Regions from separate parts of the Mus musculus genome. Here region 2 is linked to region 1. A link is a contact called in public Micro-C data. All regions are on one chromosome and are shown on one strand. Each heading gives the region's core, a stretch centred on a gene start, on an enhancer-like site or on the middle of the called end of the contact. The rest is flanking DNA. Distances are from core to core; before and after follow the strand shown.

Region 1 (5,175 bases), core at 1,458-3,957:
GGTTGCAGTGCATGGTTGTAATCCCAGCACCCAGGAGGCAGAGGCAGGTGGATCTCTGTGAGTTCAAAGGCAGCCGAGTCTACGAAGTTGCAGGACAGCCAGGGCTATTACACAGAGAAACCCTATCTAGAAAAACCTAAAAAAATAAAGAAAATTCTTTTCTTACCCTGTCCATATCACTTTGTATAGTCTATTCTTGGGATCATGTATAGAGGGTGCTCCGTGAAAGACGAACTTAACATCTACAAAATGGCTCCTCAGCCCAGAGTAATATGTTACACGTTGCTGATCAATTAGAGCACACTTTCAAGTTGGAGGATACTTCATTAGATATTAATTGCTGTGTGACAAAATATTCTAGCTTACTGTCTGAAAACAATTTTTATTATTTCTCAAGATTTCTGCCGACCAGGAATCCAAGAGTTTAGTTGGGTGCTCTGGCTTAGGGTTCAATACAAAGCTGCAGCTCCCTGCTTTCTTGATAGAAGCTGAAACATCTCCTTCAGCACCCTTCACCCTGGGGGCAATTCCGCATGGCCCGCTGCTTCCTCTCTAAGGCTCCTCCAGAAGCTGTCACCAGGACATGCCTGCTGGCTCTTCCTGGTGCAGATGATTGAGGAGAGACGGAGGCAGACACTGCCTTCATGAACTGACCTTCAATGGTACCTTTCTCTCTTCTGCCATATTGTATTACCCGAAAAGACAAGTTCTGATTCAACACAGAACGGTGTTACTGTAGGTAAGGGTGGGTGACAGGCAGAGAGAACCACTGGGCTATATTCTGGATGCTGGCCAACCAGAATTTGCCAATCGGTGAGCACCAGATTCACACAGGGGTTGTCAACCACCAGACACAATTGCAACAAACATACTAAGCAATGAAAAGTGGCTTAGATGAGACTATATATAGCACATAGCAGGTCTGCAGAGATGCTCTGAGCTTAACTTTTAGCCACCACAGTCTTCTCTAAGACTTCAGGGGGTAGCTTTTTGTTTTGTTTTTTTATTCTGATCTCTTTAATATCCTGGGGGTGTCCTCCATGAGGATTGCAGGTTTATGATTATAGAGTGGTTTCAGGGGTCAAAGGGCAGACATCCACAGGGTGGGGTTGGGGGTGAGGGATGACAGGTGTCAATTCTGTGAGTCAGTTTCATGAAGAAAGATCACATTTCCTGGAAGTACTGCTGTGATGTTTCACACTCCGTTGATCAGCATCAAGGAACTTAATAATGTCTAAACAGTATGTTATGCAGTGAGGCCATGATTTGTAAGCAGTGTTGTGTGCAAGGCATGTTTTCCTCCGTAAGAATAAAATTCTGGTGCCCCTTAAGACACTTAGCCCTAGAAGACCTTTTCAGGAACATTCAGATTTACAGACATTTTAGTATAAATGTTTACTGCTATTGAGACTTTCAAGGGATCTAGTACCAATCGTTTCTGTCTCCTCTCTAAAAAATGAGGAATGGCTGATTTTTTTTCTTTTTGTCATGCTTCACTGCCATTTCCTCTGGAGTCCATTTTGCTAGGTACAAGAAAGAATGACAGCAAAGAGAAAGTGTTCATGGACCTAGATCTTCCACCAACACCTGCTAATCAGCAGTAACAGGGTTGAAAAGTCCACATGCCCACGGGTTGACAGAATGCTCACACTTGGAACGAAAAGCTAATCGAGAAAACAAGGAGCCAGCGCAGTTATAGAGGTCTAGGTTTTGAATACTGTGCTACATCCGATTGCTTTAAAAACAATAAAGACTCAGATCATTACAATTCTCCAAAATCTGTTTTTAAAAACGGGTTACCCGTATTTTTGTTCAGAGGAAAAGGCAAAGATTTATCAATATATTGTGCCTACTTTTGGGCCTCGATGACCTTCTTGGCCTTCAGTCAGTTTCGTGTTCTTTCTTCACCCAAGGCGAAGAAATAAAGATTTATTAACATACCTGCAATTCTGGTTCTCAAGTGGGTTGTGGGGGCTTCTATGGGCTTGGTTCTGAGATTACTCACAGAAACTCCCACTGTTTTGGCTGAAATCTTTGGCACAACGTGGTCTCATGTAGATGTCTGCATCCGGTTTCCAGTAAAAACCTCTCTGAGGACAAGTGGAGAGCTAACACCCCTCTATTCGCCTCCACATTAGGCAACACTCACCCGACTGAACCAACCCGTGGCTAAAATGGCTAAATTTGTTTTCTTGAGGAGAACCACGCACACATGACACACCCCTTTACAGCCAAAGAATGTCATGGTCGGTGTGGCCATTTGTCACCTCTGGGTGAGGTCAAACTCCTTACAATTGCTGCCTCAGGGGTAAATTCCGTGAGGCATATTTCTGGATGGGGGGGAAAATGAATATTATTTATTTTCCTGGGGTGGGTGGGTGGTGGTGATCCAGATCGGGCTTTGTCTAGGCGACCGTCGGTCCCCTCAGCATCCCACCCCAACCACTCCTCCCTCCATCCAGCTCCATCCAGAAGACGTGGGACCCGTGTGGAGCTGAGGTGACGAGGTTGAGGCCGCGGCGCCCCGCAGACGAAGGCTGAGGCGCCAGGGCGCCGCTGCTCGCCTCTCAGGATGCCAGGCGGCCACACATGAGTTGGCCTCGCAGGCACCCCGGGCCAGCGGTGGCAGCTCCGGAAGTCATGGCCGAGGGGTACGCGGCGCTTTCCCCCTGGGGAGGGCGGGGCTTACGCAGCGGTTTCCCCAGGGAGGGCGGGGCTTGCGCAGAAGCGCGGGGCGGAGGCGGGGCTGCTCCCCAGGGGCGGGAGGAACCCGCGCAGAAGCAACGGGCGGGAAGGGGGCGTGGCCTACTCCGCGCAGCCTCAGTAGGTCTCCTGAAATTTTTCCACTGAGGCTGCGGGCGCGGAGGCCCCGCGAGGCGCGGGCAGCTCGTGCGCAGACCACTTCTGCGCAGACCGCTTCTGCTCGTCCAGAGCCCACGTGATGGCGACTCACTGGGTTCCGCCTTCTTTTGGTGCGCGTGGCGGGGAGGGATGGAAGGGACAGGGAGCCGCGGTGGGGAGCCAGTGACTGGGGAAACCTAGAGAGTCGTGATCATCAGGGGTAATCCTCCGCTCGGGGAGGCCGCGGGGGAGCGAGGCCGCTGCAGCATGTGCACGTGCCCGCGCCTGGGGCCGAGCCCGCACCCCGGCGAGCAGGGACTCCCCAGCTCGTGGGTTGTCTTGCTAAATCCCCAGACCCACGAGGAAAGTCCCCGAAGCTTTGCGCGGTGCTTCCACATGGCTCCCAGTGAGCCTTTGAAAGTGGCTTTCAGAGTTGTTCTCCTGCTCCTTTGTCGAGAAGACGTTACGTAGACATTCCGCCCTCATCTTGGCCCTAGGGAGGAAGCGGGTTTTTTTGTTTTTTGTTTTTTTTTTACAGAAATGCTGCGATCGTTTAGTCTCGTGGCATTTTAGATTCTTTCTAGTAATTGTGTGTGTGTGTTTATCTTTTGAGTCATTCTATCAAAGTCTAGGAAGGAGAAAAAAACCGACAGGGAAATAAACACAAAGACAACATACTCGCCTCTGAGTTAGGAAATTACAACTTTTCTTTACCTGCTGACTTTTTCCTGGGAAGAAATCTTCGAGGTGAATATAATGTTGAGTTCAGATTTCTCCACAGCCCTGCCCGGGGCCCTTTTCTCTCCTAAAGTGGAGCAAAGGTCAGAATGGCGAAAGCTACTGAACCTGGTGGATACCTCCTCCCCCCACGTTTGTTCTACCTTCACAACTATGCGTTTTACTTTTGACTTGTGTTTTTAAAATTTTCCTGGAATTAGAAGCATTGTAATTAATGAGTCTAGATAATACTTAGCTCTCAGAATAGATGCTATTTCGAATTCCTTATTGTTTAACACCCCTCCCCCCACTCTTGAGTCAAGGTTCTACATAGGTTCAGGCTACCTTTGAATTTTCTAAATAGCCTTGGTCGATCTTAAACTCCTGATCTCCGACTTTCACCTTCCAAGATGTGTTCCAGATGTGCCACGCAGCTCTCAGGCTTTCCAATCCCTTGTACATATGCATATTTAATTCATTAGCTCTGTGAGGTAGGGGCCGCTTAGAATTCATTATTTACCTATTACAGTTAAAAACATGGAGAAGTTGAGTAGCTTGCCAAGGCCATACAGTTTATAGAGTGACCGGATTTTGACTCCACAGACTGTCAAATTTATGCTATGTTGCTGGCCTAGAATTTCCTGGGGGGCTGTGTAATTCAGCTGTGAAGAGCGCACTGACTGTAGCCTGCAGAGCACTCCGATTCTCAGATCTGATTCTTAGGACCCATGGCATGGCCCACAACTGTAACTATACTTCCAGGGAATCCAGTGCCCTATTGTAGCCACCTCAGGCATCAGGCATGCTTGTGGAGCAAAGACATATACAAAAAGACCAAACACCAATACTAAAAATAATGAAAAGGCTTTCCTGTTAATAGGTTTAATTGTATCGAAATATTTAAATTTACATTTTAGTTTTTTTTATTATTATTATTAGCTTTCCTGAAGTCCATTTTAGAGAGGCATCTAAGTTTAATTTGGATAGAAAGCCACACAATTTAACAAGAGCTGTTGAAGAAGTCATGCGTTCAGAGCAGTGGTACATTTTTCTTATGTAGAAGTTTATTGAAGTGTCTGACCTAGGAACTTATTTTCTCCAGGGAGAAAATAACTGTAACTCCAGCTTCTAGCACAAGGAGAACAATCCAGGAAAACGAGGCTCTTGGACTTTTGTCATTCGGTAAATTTATATTGATTGATGCGTACTAAAGAAGTGAGCACCCTTGAAAGGGTCAGTGATGTCATGCCAACCAGAAGGAAATATTCCAAGAGGCACATGCATATGAGATAGATTCGTATCTATATGAGTAGGCGGATACATCTGCTCCTTCTTCTCTTTCTTTCTCGAAGCTTCTTTTCCTGACTGATCTCGGCTGGGTTAGAAGCTTTTCTTGTGTGCTGGCACCTTTGGAAGTTATTACCACAGAATTTTCGTGACCCATCCACGGGCCTTCTGATTAAGTACCATGAACGGCAGGCATACTTCCTGCTCCACACGTTGTCCCGCTGCTCATCACGGTTGTCTGTCCTGAAGTGATAGGATTTATGGGGCTCAGCGGTTCTTGTTGAAAAGATGAGCTAACACAATTCGTCGGCTCCATCTTACTAGAATGTG
Region 2 (5,175 bases), core at 1,408-3,907, 350 kb after region 1:
TGCTACATTTCCCTCTTCACCTCTTCTTGTTCCTCACCTAGCCAACTCCTACTTCTGCTTCAAAACCTAGCTTAAGAATCACCTCATTTTGTCCGGCAGTGGTGGTGCATGCCTGTAGTGGTAAAGGAAGGTGGATCTCTGAGTTCAAGGTCTACAAAGTGAGTTCCAAGACAGCCGGGGCTACACAGATAAACCCTGTCTCAAAAAAGCAAACCAACAAAGGACCCACCGATTCTTGTTACACTACTTGGCATGCCATTTAATAAAGCAGATTCTGATGTAGAACATAATGGCTTACTTTAATTATCCTCCACTAGACCAATCTATTATTCAACAAACATTGGTGACCATGAAGAATTTGCTCTGCCCTGTGTGAAGTGACAGTGGAGATATATTTAAAAAACAAAACAACAACAGAAAAACACCAACAAGAAAAACCTAATAGATTTCCTGCGAGCCAGTGTTACACCATGACCGTCCGGGGAATGAATGAGTGGAATTAGGTCATTACATATCAAATAAGAGGTGGACCACAGGAAGGTTTATGGTCATGTGGAAGTGATTCTGTTTTCCATTTCTCCCGTGGCTCCCATCCTATCATGACACATAGTAGTGCCTTTCTGTTCTCGTCCCTCCTGGTTTACTGTCTTTAAATAAAGAGACAAAGAGGAACCTCTTTGGAGGATCTAAGGACACTTTCACGGAGGAGTCACATCAAAAATCCTGCGTGCTTATCAAACATTACGATTTGTGACAGTAACAAAACTATAGTTATGAAGCAGCAATGGAGTAATTTTACGGCTGGGTGTTCACCGAGGCATGAGGTTCGATCTTAAAGGGTCTGAGTATTAGGAAGGCTGATTTATCCTTTCACCGCAACACACATAATGAGAACCAAAACATCAAGCAAGCGCCGGTCTGCCTCACTCCAGCTTTTCTGAGGGCTCCCGATCTCTAAGCACCAGCCCAGAGGCTCAAAAAAACCCTCTAGGCGTGTGGCCACTGCCTAGGAATTCATCCCTAATCATCCTTGCTTAAGTCTCAGGTTCAGCTCGCCCCTCTTCCTCCAACTGGGTCAGCAGTGCTGAAGGAAGCATCACAGGCTCTGGTATACATGGAAGAGTTTTTCTAGCCACCTTTCCCTGTGGCTCGCCACGAGGGTCCGTCCATGGAACTCCAGCCCAATCCCCGCGAGGATCGGTTCACAGGAACCCCAACCCGATCCCCGCGAGGGTCCCTCCACGGGAACCCCAGCCCGATCCCCGCGAGGGTCTCTCCACGGGAACCCCAACCCGATCCCCGCGAGGGTCCCTCCACGGGAACCCCAGCCCGATCCCCGTGAGGGTCCTTCCACGGGAACCCCAGCCCGATCCCCACGAGGGTCCCTCCACGGGAACCCCAGCCCGATCCCCGCGAGGGTCCCTCCACGGGAACCCCAACCCGATCTCCAAGAGGGTCCCTTCACGGGAACCCCAGACCAATCCCCACGAGGGTCCCTCCATGGGAACCCCAGACCGATCCCTCCACGGGAACCTCAGACCGATCCCCACGAGGGTCCGTCCCCAGGAACTGATACCCTGAAGAGCCACCTACGCCTTTTCAGCTGTCTGTCCCTGCTCAGTGCCTCAAGGCAAAAGGAGTTCCTTCTGGTTGACCAAGTTGTCTCCTCCCAACTACTCCACGGTCAGTTTCCCTCTCCTCTGAAGTCCTCCATTCATGCCCGCGACCCCCACCCTACCGCGGGGTTTCGGCGCCTACGAGCTGTTGGGTGTGGCGGATCCCCGATCCCACCATGTGGGAAGCAGTCTCGGCTCTAAATCAAATTCTCACTTTGCTCCAGGCTCTTGGGACTCCTTAGAGTCCCCAAGCCTTAGAGTTCGCACTCCGGGAGCATGCTGATCTGCTCGCCGTAAGGCAATTTAACAACGGGAGCATGCTTACAGTCAGGAAATTCAACTACCAACTATCAAGAGACCAGCGAGTCTATTTTAAACCCTGAACCCGTGTTCCCCCACCACCTCCGGCGGGCGGGGGGTCATAGGCACACTTCCAGCAACTCGGGTAGCACCTAGTGGGCACGATCCCCAAGGGTGAGGAGCCAGATCCTAGGAAGGGTGAGACCCTCTTTATAAGGCAGCTGCTATCGTTCAAGGAGGTCCCACAACAAAAATCTCAGAGCCAATAGACCTCCAGTCGGCAAGCCCACACCAGTCTCTGGAGACGGCCACGCAGGCACAGTTCGAATAGGAGCCTTCAAAAAAAGCCCCTCAAGCTATCCCCTCCGCCTGCCCTGGTTTACTTCACTTCTAGTCACTGAAATAACCCAGTTAGCCTGTAGTTCTAAGGTACAACCAACAAATTTTGACCCTACACAGTTCCGAGACCTGAATGCCCCACGTGCGCTTGTCCCCACGCGCGCGCGGGGGCACACACATACACGCGCGCACACACGCGCAAACATACACACACACACACACACACACACAAGTTAGGATCTAGCCCTAAAATTCCACGCTGAGTCGTTTTTTAAGAGAAAATATACCACATTTAACTCACCCGCCTTTCTGTCTACCCTCTTCGGGTTGGAATCCAATGGATGTGGCGGCAAGGGTTAGACCGGGAGACCCTTCCGTCTTCTCTATTGGCTTCCCAAAGAGTGGAAATTTCCATCCTGTGATAGGGGGCAGCATCTCGATCTCCTTTCTTGAGGACCCTCCCTTCCAGCCTAGCCACCAATAGCAGTGCAGGAACCTGATCTGTCAACAGAAACATCTTTCCAGGTGGAGTCTAGCTGTCCAGCTGTCCTTTTAGAGGGAAGCCTGGAGCCCAGAGAGCAATGGAGGCCCCTCCACCCGCCCTGGGTCTTGTTACCAAAGAGTTTGGTGTGAGTTCATTTTCGACTGTGAAGTTTCTTTATTTGGGGGGATTTTCCTGTGTGCAGGATATATCTACATCGTTAAGTAGGTAAAAGTAGTCAGTGTAGAGTATTCGACAAACAACTTTTTCACGGACTACACAGCTTACTGTCACCACATAACACAAAGCAAACAAATAGAATATGGTGGTCACAGTAAAAATCTCTATGCAATACAAGGGCAACCTTGCCGTCACCCACTTGTGAACCTTTCCTGTAATTCTCTTATGGGGTCCTAGTTTAAATATGATTCTGAGTACAAAGGAAGCTATAATAAACTACATTTTCTGCTCGCTAGGAGGGTCTTAAGGAAAAATATGTATATGGAACCATTTTCTGATAAAACCATTTTCTGACACTAAGCATAGTTCCCGCTTCAAAGAAGGTCCGTGTTTATTTAATAAAAGTTGCCATTCTTTTTTGGCAGAAGGGGTTCACTGGTGGAGAAGTGGCCTCTGAAGATTTAACAGACCCACCAGGGACACAGACAGGGCTTTTGGAACTCTCACGCGCCCAACGTAAATTATGAAGAGCTGCCGGTCTAACTGTCTGTCTTCAGGAAGGACACTTAGCTCTTCCCATTTCATAGCTCCTGTATTAGAACAGTACTAGAACATGGCGGCACTTCAGAAAGAAAACAATGTAACAACAGAAACATCTGCATGCTAATAAGGAACACTCAAAACGTTCCATCAGTGATAGATCTCTCTATGTCTCTTGTCTCTATGTGTGTCTCTGTCTCTGTCTTTCTCTCTTCTCTCTCTCTCTCTCTCTCTCTCTCTCACACACACACACACACACACACACACACACACACACACACACACACCTCAGATTATACAAAACAGTTCAACAGAAGGGTAGCAACAGAAGAATATATAACTTCTACCACAGCATGATTTTGTACCACCCCCCCCCCAAAAGCACAATATATATAAGAAATATTTAGTTTCACGAGAGTAGGTTAGCAATCCTGGTCAAATATGATATATACACCCTTTTGGTTTCTCCTGGCAAGAAGTTCAATTTTGTGGAGTTAGAATATAACAGAATAATTTTAAAGTCCCCTTCAGCTTGTTGAAATTGGGTTTTATTTATACTGTGCTATCTCACCATTGCCTCTTTAATAACACGTAAGGAGTGTATGTAGTAAGCTACTAGCAGGTCATAATGGCTGGACCACAATAAAAGGATTTGAGGCAGGAGAAAGATTTCTATCTCTCAGGGCCTGACCTGAGACACAGGAGAAGCCAAGGCAAGCCCATAAACAGAATATCAGTGGGGAAAAAACATGGCTGAAAGCAAATAGTTCCTTCATGCCAGCAGCTCATGCCCGAGAGATGTATAACTGCCCAACTTTTCAAAACCAGGAATCCTAGCATCCATCTTTCCTTTCTTGTCCTTTTTAATTTTTTAAAAAGTATTTATTTTACGTGTATGGGAATTCTGCCTGCACATACACCTAACATGGGCGTGTCTGGTGCTCTCAAGCTAGAAGGTAGTGTCGGATCCCATGAAACTACGATTACAGGGAGTTGTGAGCCACCACATGAGTGCTGGGAATCAAACTCAGGTCCTCTGGAAGAGCAGCAAGTGCTCTTAAACACTGAGTCATCTCTCCAGCTAACTTGTAAATAAACTATTTATTTAATCACCTTAGCTCATACCAAAAAAAAAAAAAAAAAAAAAAATCAAAAGCTATGGTTCATTGCCTGGTGTAATAGGAAACTACGTGTTATTCATTTATATATGCTGGAACTACGAGTCAGGTTATGGGCTGAGGGGAAATTATGCTAATTTTATCTATAAAGCATTGGCATTCCGATTCAAGTGCAATCCGCTCATCTTTGGTGGGGACTGCACTTCACTGGAGTTGCAGAAGGTCCCAGAGTAATGTGGAGACGCCAGACACAACTGAAAAGCCTGGTTGTCTCTCTGCTGTGAAAATTGACCAGGAAAGGCCATGTAGCCGTGACCTGGTTCCTCCGGGGTCATGGAAACCAGTGTTCTAAGGGGCAGGAAGCTGAGTGGCCAGTCCTATGAAGCTTCTCGTGGGACCTCACTGACACGCATTTTGGTTTCGCGTGAGATCATGCTCTGCCTTTGGAGAAGACACCCTCTACCATGATTTTATGGTCACCCCACAGGGACAAATTAGTTCCATTCTAGAGACTTGATTTTTCTGAAGAAAAAAAAAAAACAGACAAAAATTGTTGATACCGCTTGCCTGGAACATACCTTGTTCAGACACTATCACAAGC

Evidence for each region. Hi-C and Micro-C count contacts between places; a contact is called where the count stands out from the background.
Region 2: a Micro-C map of embryonic stem cells shows a contact between it and region 1, with 2.0 times the contacts expected there. The contact joins the promoter of Slc38a4 here to the enhancer-like site in region 1. A contact is called at or near these places in 6 of 484 Hi-C or Micro-C datasets (embryonic fibroblasts and embryonic stem cells), 5 of 115 datasets of contacts at active chromatin or transcription factors (craniofacial prominence and embryonic stem cells) and 2 of 9 other capture datasets (adipose tissue and pancreatic islet).

The regions. Positions count from the first base shown.
Region 1 is chr15:96,706,999-96,712,173 of GRCm38.p6, forward strand. No RefSeq gene overlaps it. Among named protein-coding and RNA genes, the nearest start is that of Slc38a2, 9.9 kb to the left of the region's middle. Within about 2 kb of position 2,708, at least 366 of the 459 cell types and tissues checked have an H3K27ac peak or open chromatin away from gene starts, as enhancers often do. A contact at or near this core is called in craniofacial prominence, embryonic fibroblasts, embryonic stem cells and 1 more, where this site is marked.
Region 2 is chr15:97,053,299-97,058,473 of GRCm38.p6, forward strand. Slc38a4 (solute carrier family 38, member 4) reads right to left here and starts at 2,658. Exons shown (of 16, transcript NM_027052.3): 1 at 2,557-2,658. The region is part of intron 1 of Gm32840 (a long non-coding RNA gene); the gene reads left to right.